Regions from separate parts of the Zea mays genome. Here region 2 is linked to region 1. The links are chromatin contacts, called in public Hi-C maps. All regions are on one chromosome and are shown on one strand. The core of a region is the stretch at or near the end of the contact, and the rest is flanking DNA. Distances in the headings are between cores, read along the strand shown. Region 1 holds the start of LOC103629864 (UDP-glucuronate 4-epimerase 1). Region 2 holds the start of LOC100193789.

What was found. Hi-C and Micro-C count contacts between places; a contact is called where the count stands out from the background.
Region 2: a Hi-C map of ear shows a contact between it and region 1, with 2.4 times the contacts expected there. The contact joins the promoter of LOC100193789 here to the promoter of LOC103629864 in region 1. A contact is called at or near these places in 2 of 25 Hi-C or Micro-C datasets (ear and tassel).

Annotation. Positions count from the first base shown.
Region 1 is chr6:118,712,876-118,717,402 of Zm-B73-REFERENCE-NAM-5.0, reverse strand. It overlaps LOC103629864 (UDP-glucuronate 4-epimerase 1), which reads left to right and starts at 2,651. Exons shown (of 1, transcript XM_008650954.3): 1 at 2,651-4,527. The coding sequence starts at 3,185. The coding sequence ends at 4,507.
Region 2 is chr6:118,972,114-118,977,011 of Zm-B73-REFERENCE-NAM-5.0, reverse strand. It overlaps LOC100193789, which reads left to right and starts at 1,789. Exons shown (of 9, transcript NM_001138874.1): 1 at 1,789-2,113; 2 at 2,231-2,285. The coding sequence starts at 2,057.

The DNA.
Region 1 (4,527 bases), core at 1,402-3,901:
GCAAGATCCACCGTCCATGTCTATGTCTCTCCCCCTATCTCACATACTTCTTGTCCCCACTCTCCCTTAGCATCAAGCACACTAAATTACAAAACCTAAGTGTCCTATGGAGGGACCGACACAATTGTGTAAGGTGTTAAGTGTGTGGAGTGGTCCAAACTACATGAGAAGTGCCTCCTCATCTAAGTCAGAAGAAGGTTCTCATGCTAGAGCTCATGTCTCATGCTATGTCTGGTTGGTCATAGAAGCTATGACTAGCTATGTGTGTGTGTGTGGAGGGGGAGGTCAAATGACACAACTAACACAAGCTCAAGATGTTGATGTTCTACAACCTCCCCTCAAGTGGTTGATCAAAGAACACCACCCCTACTACAAGCTCATCCACAATACCTCATCATAGGGAGTCCATCAATGAGAGTTATCACTCGATCTAAAAATATATATCTTTTGTTGAACATCACTCATTTGTCTCTGGTATAACTAAACTTGTAATGAAGTTTGGACACTGAGGCACCACATGATGCAAGGATGGATAGTAAAAATATATATGCATAATAATTAATTAAAAATAAAAAACATAATCATGTTTGAATTAATATCTTATTTCAACAAGGTCTATCAATATGATATATAGAAAACGTAGCAATATACGGACAACTAATTAGTCTCTACTATATTAAAACACTAGTTTCGACGGTCGTCCCGCGTCATATTTTTACAAATAACCCCTTATATTATTTAAAATAGCCCACAAGACACATTCTCTTCACATCGATCACATCTAATCCAATTCGTCTATCTACTACCCGTCCTCAGTGAATCCGCGCCCCGCACGGGGCGCGAGCGCCTCAGTCACCCACATAATGACACAAAGTCAGGCACGCCATGTCTTCTGTTTATAGCAACGAATGACATGGCAAGTAGGCTTGTGCCAAATGCACCGCGACAGAAGCCCAACAACCCAAGCACGCTGCTCCGTAGGGGACGGGGAAAGCGGTTTCAGCAGACCCACACACGACGTGTCTTCCATGCATAGAAACGCGGGAGCATACCCAGACCACAAATTTAAGCAAGACAAGAAGTATACAAAAGATAGTTGTTAGCAAGGTTGAAGGAGGAACATCCTAGTGCGGTAATTCTTTACCTACTATTCTTTGTTAGCAAGGTTGAAGGAGGAACATCCTTAAAGGCGTTATGGTCGTCTGCCCGTTGCCACCACGTTGCCCATCATCACGCCACCGTGCCTGGCCAGCCGCCCTGCCGTCGAGCACCACAGCGCCGCCTGCCAGTGGTGGTGGCGAACATCACTCGTGTGAGTTTCCCGATGATGATCGACAGCAGTGACCTATGAGACTTTTGTGACTTTTGTGAGATTTAATATTGTTGTTACTTGTAGTTGTGACTTATGAGATGAGATTCGACACTTTTGAGACCCGCATTGTGACCTTTGTGATTGTGATGAAATAGATAAGACTATTATTGTCTTTGTTATTGTTCTTATGGTGATTGTATGTGAGATGTTATATGTGAAATGTGGTGTGGTGTTGTTGCTATTCTATGTGTAATGTTGTGGAATGTGGTGGAAACTGAAAAAGAAACAATATTTATAATGGTGGTCAATTTAACTTCCTAGAGTTAGCTAACTTTTGAGAGAGGAGGCTGAGTCGTCGGAAGTTAGTGGTTGATGGTGTCAGGCCCGCGGACGACGTCAGACCTAGGCTAACTTTAGAGAGGCACTGTTAGCCGTCGTAAGTTAGCTAACTTCGAAGATAGTTGTAGGAAGTTAAGCTAACTTTCAACCGAAACTTTCCGAGAGCTTAACTTCTGATGGCACCACTTAACTTTCGATAGTGCTCATAACTTCCGAGAGTTGGTAGCTAACTTCTGATGATTTGGGCTCTTGGAAGTTAATTAGTTTCCTGTAGTGAGTGTTGCACTCGGCAAAAGGTGTCTTGATGAATGCAATGTCCAGAGCAGTCGACAAAAGACACATTGTCTGGACACCTGGAAACTTCCTTTGCTAAGTGTCAAAGCCAAGACACTTAACAAAGCTCCCACCTTTGCCGAGTGCACTGACCATACCACTTGACACAAGTTGTGTGAGCTACCTAGAACTTGCTTTGTTGAGTGCCAAACTCAGGCGCTCGATAAAGACTCTATCACCATCACTCACGCTATTAAGGCACTTTTTATTTGCCAAGTTTGGATTTAGCAGTCGGCAAGAAGTCCTATATATAGATGTCCAATAAGCACGAGGCCCGTGAGCCCGGCACGAAGTCCGTTGTTTGAGCCCGGCACGGCCTGGTTCTATGCGGGCCCGGGCCGGCCCGGCACGAATAAGCGGGCCGGGCTCGGACAAGAAACTAGGCATGGTGGGCTAGCCCGGCACGGCTCGTTTACCTCTAAGCCCGTTAAGCCCGCTTTTTTACACTAAAAAGTACTTATCGGCCCGCATAGCCCGTTTAGGCCCGCTGCGGGCCAGGCTCGGACAGGGAATTGAGCCCGCGTGCCTAGACGGCCCGGCCCGGTTTTCTAACCGTGCCTGGCGAGCCGGGCCCAAAACGGGCCGAGCTTCACCGGGCCCGGGCCGGGCCGGGCCGGGCGGCCCATTTGGACATCTCTAGTCCTATACCGACGATTTTTTTTTTCACTGAGAGCCCTTTGCCGTGTGCAAACGGTCCTAATGGTCACGCCACTTTCAAACCTCCTCGAGAGCAGCTGCCGCCAGAAGGAGAGGAGGAGGAAGCATCTACGTCGAGGCGACCGAGCTTAGAAGAGCGCAGTATTGTGTCATTGTGTGTCAACTCCAGCAGCTAAAAATAGACGGGGCTAAATTACAGGGACCTCCATCAACATCGCCGAGCCCTGGAAACACAACACGCGAAGCCAACAATGGCTATTTATAACATCTCACCTTTCTCTCTCCTCCCCTCCTTAGTTCCCTTAGCGCGTGCCGGCCGCCTCCGCTCATCGTCGTGCACCATGCCAACTCCGAGAAGACGATCTTGCAAGGAAAGCGCATGCAAGAACGTCGTCACATATATAGAGGAGTAGCAGCCAGCAAGAGGTGGAATCGACGGCTTGATCCCGAGACCGACCGAGACCAGCTGCAAAAGCTCCTAGCTAGCGCATTGGCCGCCGGAGTGGGCTGCAGTGCAGTACAGGTGGATCGCATGCGAGGAGGATGCGAGTGCTGGAGGAGGACCTGTACCCGTCGACGCCGGGGAAGGTGAAGGTGGAGCGGGCGGGGGCGATGAGCCGGTACCTGCACCGTTGCTTCGCGTCCACGGGGACCATGTTCCTGTGGGCGCTCTTCCTGGTGGCCATGACGGCCACGTACCTGAGCGTCCACTCCATCGTGGACACCTCCTCCCGCTACTTCGCGGCGTCCTGGGGCGGGCTGCACTGGGAGCGGCAGATCCGGGCGTCGGCGTCGCCGCGGCGGCCGCCGGGGTCCGCGGAGGGCGCCGGGCTGTCCGTGCTCGTCACGGGCGCCGCCGGCTTCGTGGGCACGCACTGCTCGCTGGCGCTGCGCAAGCGCGGCGACGGCGTCCTGGGCCTCGACAACTTCAACTCCTACTACGACCCCTCGCTGAAGAAGGCCCGGCGCGCGCTGCTGGGCTCCCACGGCGTGTTCGTGGTGGAGGGCGACATCAACGACGGCCGCCTCCTGGCCAAGCTCTTCGACGTGGTGCCCTTCACCCACGTGCTCCACCTCGCGGCGCAGGCCGGCGTGCGCTACGCCATGGAGAACCCGGCGTCGTACGTGCACTCCAACATCGCCGGCCTCGTGTCCCTCCTCGAGGCCTGCAAGGACGCCGACCCGCAGCCGGCCGTCGTGTGGGCGTCCTCCTCCTCCGTCTACGGCCTCAACGACCGCGTCCCCTTCTCGGAGGCGCACCGCACCGACCGGCCTGCGTCGCTGTACGCCGCCACCAAGAAGGCCGGCGAGGAGATCACCCACACCTACAACCACATCTACGGCCTCTCCGTCACCGGCCTCCGCTTCTTCACCGTGTACGGTCCGTGGGGGCGCCCCGACATGGCCTACTTCTCCTTCACCCGCAACATCCTCCAGGGGAAGCCCATCACGGTGTACAGGGGCAGGGACCGCGTCGACCTCGCCCGGGACTTCACCTACATCGACGACATCGTGCGCGGCTGCCTGGCGTCGCTGGACACGGCGGGCCGGAGCACCGGCACCGGCGGCAAGAAGCGCGGCCCGGCGCCGTACCGGATCTTCAACCTGGGGAACACGTCGCCCGTCACGGTGCCCACGCTGGTGTCCATCCTGGAGAGGTACCTGCGGGTGAAGGCCAAGAAGAACGTGGTGGAGATGCCCGGCAATGGCGACGTGCCCTACACGCACGCAAACATCAGCCTGGCCCGGGAGCAGCTCGGCTACAAGCCCACGACGAGCCTGGAGATGGGGTTGAAGAAGTTCGTCAGGTGGTACCTCTCCTACTACGGATACAACCGTGGGACGCATACCTTCAGGAACTCATGATGTCGCTCGTGCCTTCCACT
Region 2 (4,898 bases), core at 540-3,039, 260 kb before region 1:
TGACCTTCAAGAGCAAACTTTCTTAGAGACACTCTTCATAATTGCATATGAAATTCTTGATACATTTATATTTCAATTTATTTCGTGTAATCTAATATTGAATATACATATCTCTTCGAATACACCAAATGACTATTTTGCCATTCCACGATGATTTTTTTCCCGCACATTTTAGCTGGCTATATACTCGAAACCTCCGCATAGACCTCTTCTACGGTCGACATCTGCATAGGCCTCTTCTGCTGTTGACATCTTATCTCTTTCGTCGGCCATCAGCCATAACTAGGGCTAGACGAAATGCTCGTGGCTCGCTAGCTCGCTCGGTTCATGGTCAGCTCGGTTCGAATCGGCTCGTTTGAATTTTTTCACGAGCTAAGTTGACGTCCTAGCTCGGTTCGTTAACGAGCCAGCTCGTGAACTAAACGAGCTACCATATTCCAGCAAAACGAAACTATATGTATATCATTTACAAAATAATTGATGAACATGTTATATATGTGAGGTGTCTATGGCCTATGAATTAAACTAATGATTAATGAACTATGTCTATGTGCTAATTTGGTCTATGCAAATATAATTATGGGTTAAACAGACGAACATATACATGAATTGTGAATTAATGAGTGATGAATTGTGCTAATTTGATGTTATATTGACGTGGTTTGTGAAACTATGAGTATAATTATTATTTTCTATTGTTAAATTAGTTTAAAATTAACTAAAAATTAATTATTATGTATATTTTTATTTTTTTCTACTCTAGCTCGAGCTCGTAAACGAGCCGAGCTGACTCTGTGGCTCGTTAACTTAACGAGTCGAGCTGAGCTGGCTCGTTAGCTTAACGAGCCAGCTCGAACTCGAACGAGCCGAGCCAAGCTGACTCGTTATCCACCCCTAGCCATAACCGAGAGTCCGAGACGCTCACTTGTTCGTTTGTCCCGGAATACGGCAGGAATAGTTGTAGTGATCAAAACTTATATAATTTAGAGAAGTGATCTAGTTAAGAATTATTCCAAACCATCTTATGGTGTGTTTGGTTTAGGTAATCAACCTATAAATGTGTTTGGCTTGTTTTTTGTTTCGATTTTTGCCCCCTAAAAATAAAAAACTAAACCAAAGGGTTGGATTTAGAAAACATTTTTTTCTAAAAGCCGACTTTATCGCACTGTAAAACTGAAAGCAGCTGTGGACCTGATTTTAGTGGCTTTCGGATAGAATTGTAAAAATATATATGAAAAAACTTTTATCGATTTTAGTGGTTTCCACCAAATAATTTTTACTTTTTTGACAGCTCACGGTCCACAACAGCTTTTCTCACAGGTCACAACCATAATAGTTTTTTTTTCACAGCCACGACCCAATCAAACAGACTTTATACTTCATAAGGTGATACATCATGAGCTTATGCCATAAATTTTGGTGGAATCAACTCATTCTTCATGTATATACTAATTATTACATTACGAGAAATGAGGTGGTAACGAATCAACTTATTCTATTTCACAAACAAAATAAAAAATAAAAGATGAGAAAAAAAAGATAATCTTGTTACTCAAACCAAACACCCGTTATATTCACTTTACTCATGATTATCTTTTATTTCAAACTTTATAAACGCTGTAAAATAGTGTTTTGCTGTGCTGTTGGGTAGCTTACCAAACCAGCTACATCTACGCGCGCCGGACACGGCTACGCTCGAATCTCCAAGCACATCATGCGCCCCCCCGAAAAAAAATTCCCCACGTACTAGACCACCACCCGTTGGCTTTCTCCCCTCGCACCGGGGAACGCGGCTGCCGATCCGCTCCCGATCCCCTGCCCTCCTCCTTCCAGCCGACTGAGATTCCACCAAATCGGCGCCCGTGCAGTCCCCGATTCGATTGGCAAGCACGATTGGCCGCTCCTGATCAGCTACGGGACAGGGCTGGATTTGATTTGATCGGATCCCCAATTGGGTGTCCGGGTCCGCGCGTTCGGGCGGGCGGGCGTGCGGGCGGGGGGATTGCTTTAGGGTTTCAGCGGGTGCGGTCGCTGTGTAGGCGGGTAGGGTTTTGCCATGGCGGAGAAAGGCTGCCTGAAGCGGCTCCAGAAGGAGTACCATGCGCTCTGTAAGGTGAGCTCCCTTTGATTCCTGGCTCGATTGTGGTCGATTGGCGCGCGTTGTTTTGATTGGGCTTCGTCGTGGTTCGTTATCTAATGGTTGATTTTTTTTGCCTTGGATGGATTAAAGGAACCGCCGCCGCAGGTCGTGGCTCGCCCACTGCCCAACGACATATTGGAGTGGCGTAAGTAGCCTCAGCTAACCCTACTACTCGTAGATACGATCCGTCGCCTTTTGATTGGCTAATGTTTGGAGTCAAACGGGGTTTGATTGCGCTTGATTTTGTCGGAAGCAATGGTGTAGGCATAATCATAACGCGCAACGCACAAGATCATGTTGGTTTAGCAATCACTTCATTCGGTTTTGGGAATTTCTATATACATGTGGTTGCTCCGTGTACCGCGTGATGTGCTCAGCTCGTCTGCTCACTGCTTACAGTTTCTGAGCAGTGCGTGCTGCCTGCAATTTATTGTTTAAAGTTTAAATTGTCAGATGTGAGCCTTAGTTCTGTATAGTGAGCTGAATTGAGTATATTGTTCGCTCATATAGACTAGTTCCTCGCAGAGACATTAACAAGATTCCAAATTCTACTGCATGGATTTCAGATCGCCTGATCTTCTGGCCTGGGCGATCAGCAGATTAGTCGTGATTAGCGCGACGTTTAGGGCGATTAGTCGCCCCTAATAGACCCTAGTCGTCCACCTGGTCGCCAGGAGCCCAGGACAGTATAAGTGTATAACACTATATATTGATATATAACATTGTATATAACAGTATATACTTATATAGTATAGAACTACAGAGTATAGATATAGAATATACTTAGAATTAGAGATCACTAGCAACTCAGCATTCAGCAAGTCTGAAACTCGTCCATCACCATGGATCTCTTCAGTGTTCAATCTGGAACTCTGAGATTGAGAGTCAAGGTACCTTCAGAAGAGGTGCTCATCTGTAGCCCCTGGGTAGCCGCCTGTGAGACAGGTCACAGGTGTGTCCAAGCCTCCGAGGACAGCATACTAAACAGAGAATGGGAGGGGGAGAGAGCTAACTAAGCAGAGAACATAGAAGATAGAAGAGGATGGAAATACAGGCGCCTGGGAAGCTGAAGAGGCGACCAGGAATCTGAAGAGGTGCCTAGGAAGCAGAAGTGGCTAATTCATATTGGCTCCAGTGGCGACCAGGAATTTGAAGAGGCGCCTGGGAAGCAGAAGAGACTAATTAATGGCTCCAGGCGCCTGTTGGACTACCCTGACCGGATCTATGTTGTTTGGCTGATCTCCCAATAAGGCGATTAATCGCACCATATCGACGATTAGTCGGACGATAAGGACGATCAGCTCCTCTGATCGAATCGACTCCTGTAATCGAGTGCTTAAAACTGATCAGACCGACTAATCGCGATTAGTCGGACGATCTGAGTCACTGCTACTGCATGTTCAGTGACAATAATTCTAAAAATAGGGAACATGAGTGTACTTGACTATTGTTCTGTTTCAAACTTCCAATCAAGGACATACACATCAAGGTGTTTACATGGCACGCTTGTGGACTTGTGGTACAATATATATGTATTTGATGCATTTGATAGATATTTGCTCAATGAAATGATCATTTGGATATCTGGTTCAGCTGCACCTTATCTTGTCACAGGAGATACAGTGCCTGATCTGTTTATTGTACATGGCTCCTTGATTTTCAAAAGTTTGTCTATATGTATATTTGTCACCATCAGGGTTTGCACTGGCAATATTATATCGTCAAGTGCAACAGTATTAGCTAGCAGTTTAGCACTGTGCATCTTGTAGATGGTGGCTGCTAGTTGTGCGCATCAACCTGTCTACTAGTAATATACAATTACTTTATTAGACATTATAGCGAAAGGGCCTCTAGCTGAATTGGTTAGGTGGTCTGAGTAGCACTCCTCAGGTCCTGGGTTCGACTCCCCGTGGGAGCGAATTTCAGGCTGTGGTTAAAAAAATCCCCTCGCCCGTCCCACGCCAAAGCACAGGTCTAAGGCTCGGCCCTGGTCACGGTCGTTCTCACATGGGCTTCGATGCCGTTGTGTATGAGTGGGGCAGGGGTTTGGGGATTTTCTCGACCTGTGTGAGAAAGCCTTCTTCTTAATACAATACTCGGGGGTTGTCTTACCCCCGCAGGTCGAGTTTTTTATTAGACATTATAGGTTCTTGTTAGGCTATTTATAACAAATCGAGCACCATTGATTGCTACTCATAACCTTCAACTTGCCTCTTGGATGACTGGTGCAAGAAGTTTAGTTTTTTGTTAGTCATTCTACCTTTTATACTTAACGAAAAAGGGTTATAGTAGATTTTTGTGATTGATATATGTGTTCACAGAGAGGTTAATACTATTTAGTTATTATGACTTTCTAAATTCAATTGTAATAGATGGTTTGACATTGTAGGGTCTTGGTGGGATATTAATGACTAATTCACCACCATTGATTTTTATTTAAATCCTGCAACTTGCCACTTGGATTAGTGATGCTAAAAGTATATAGTTTTTAGTTAGTCATTTTATCTTGTGTGCTTTATGGAAATCAGTTAATAGTAAACTATGTGATTGTTATAGGTGTCTATGGAAATGTTAAGGTTTTGTACTTCTGGGGCATTACACCTTCTCTGAATTTGATTGGTCCGATTTTAAATAGTGATGCATTTATCAGTGCAACAGAATATCCCTGGACCTGTATTTTTGCCTCATGTATGCCTTGATGCTGAAGTGCCCTTACTTATTTGAAGCTTTGTTTTATTGTTACAATGTATTTCGTTCT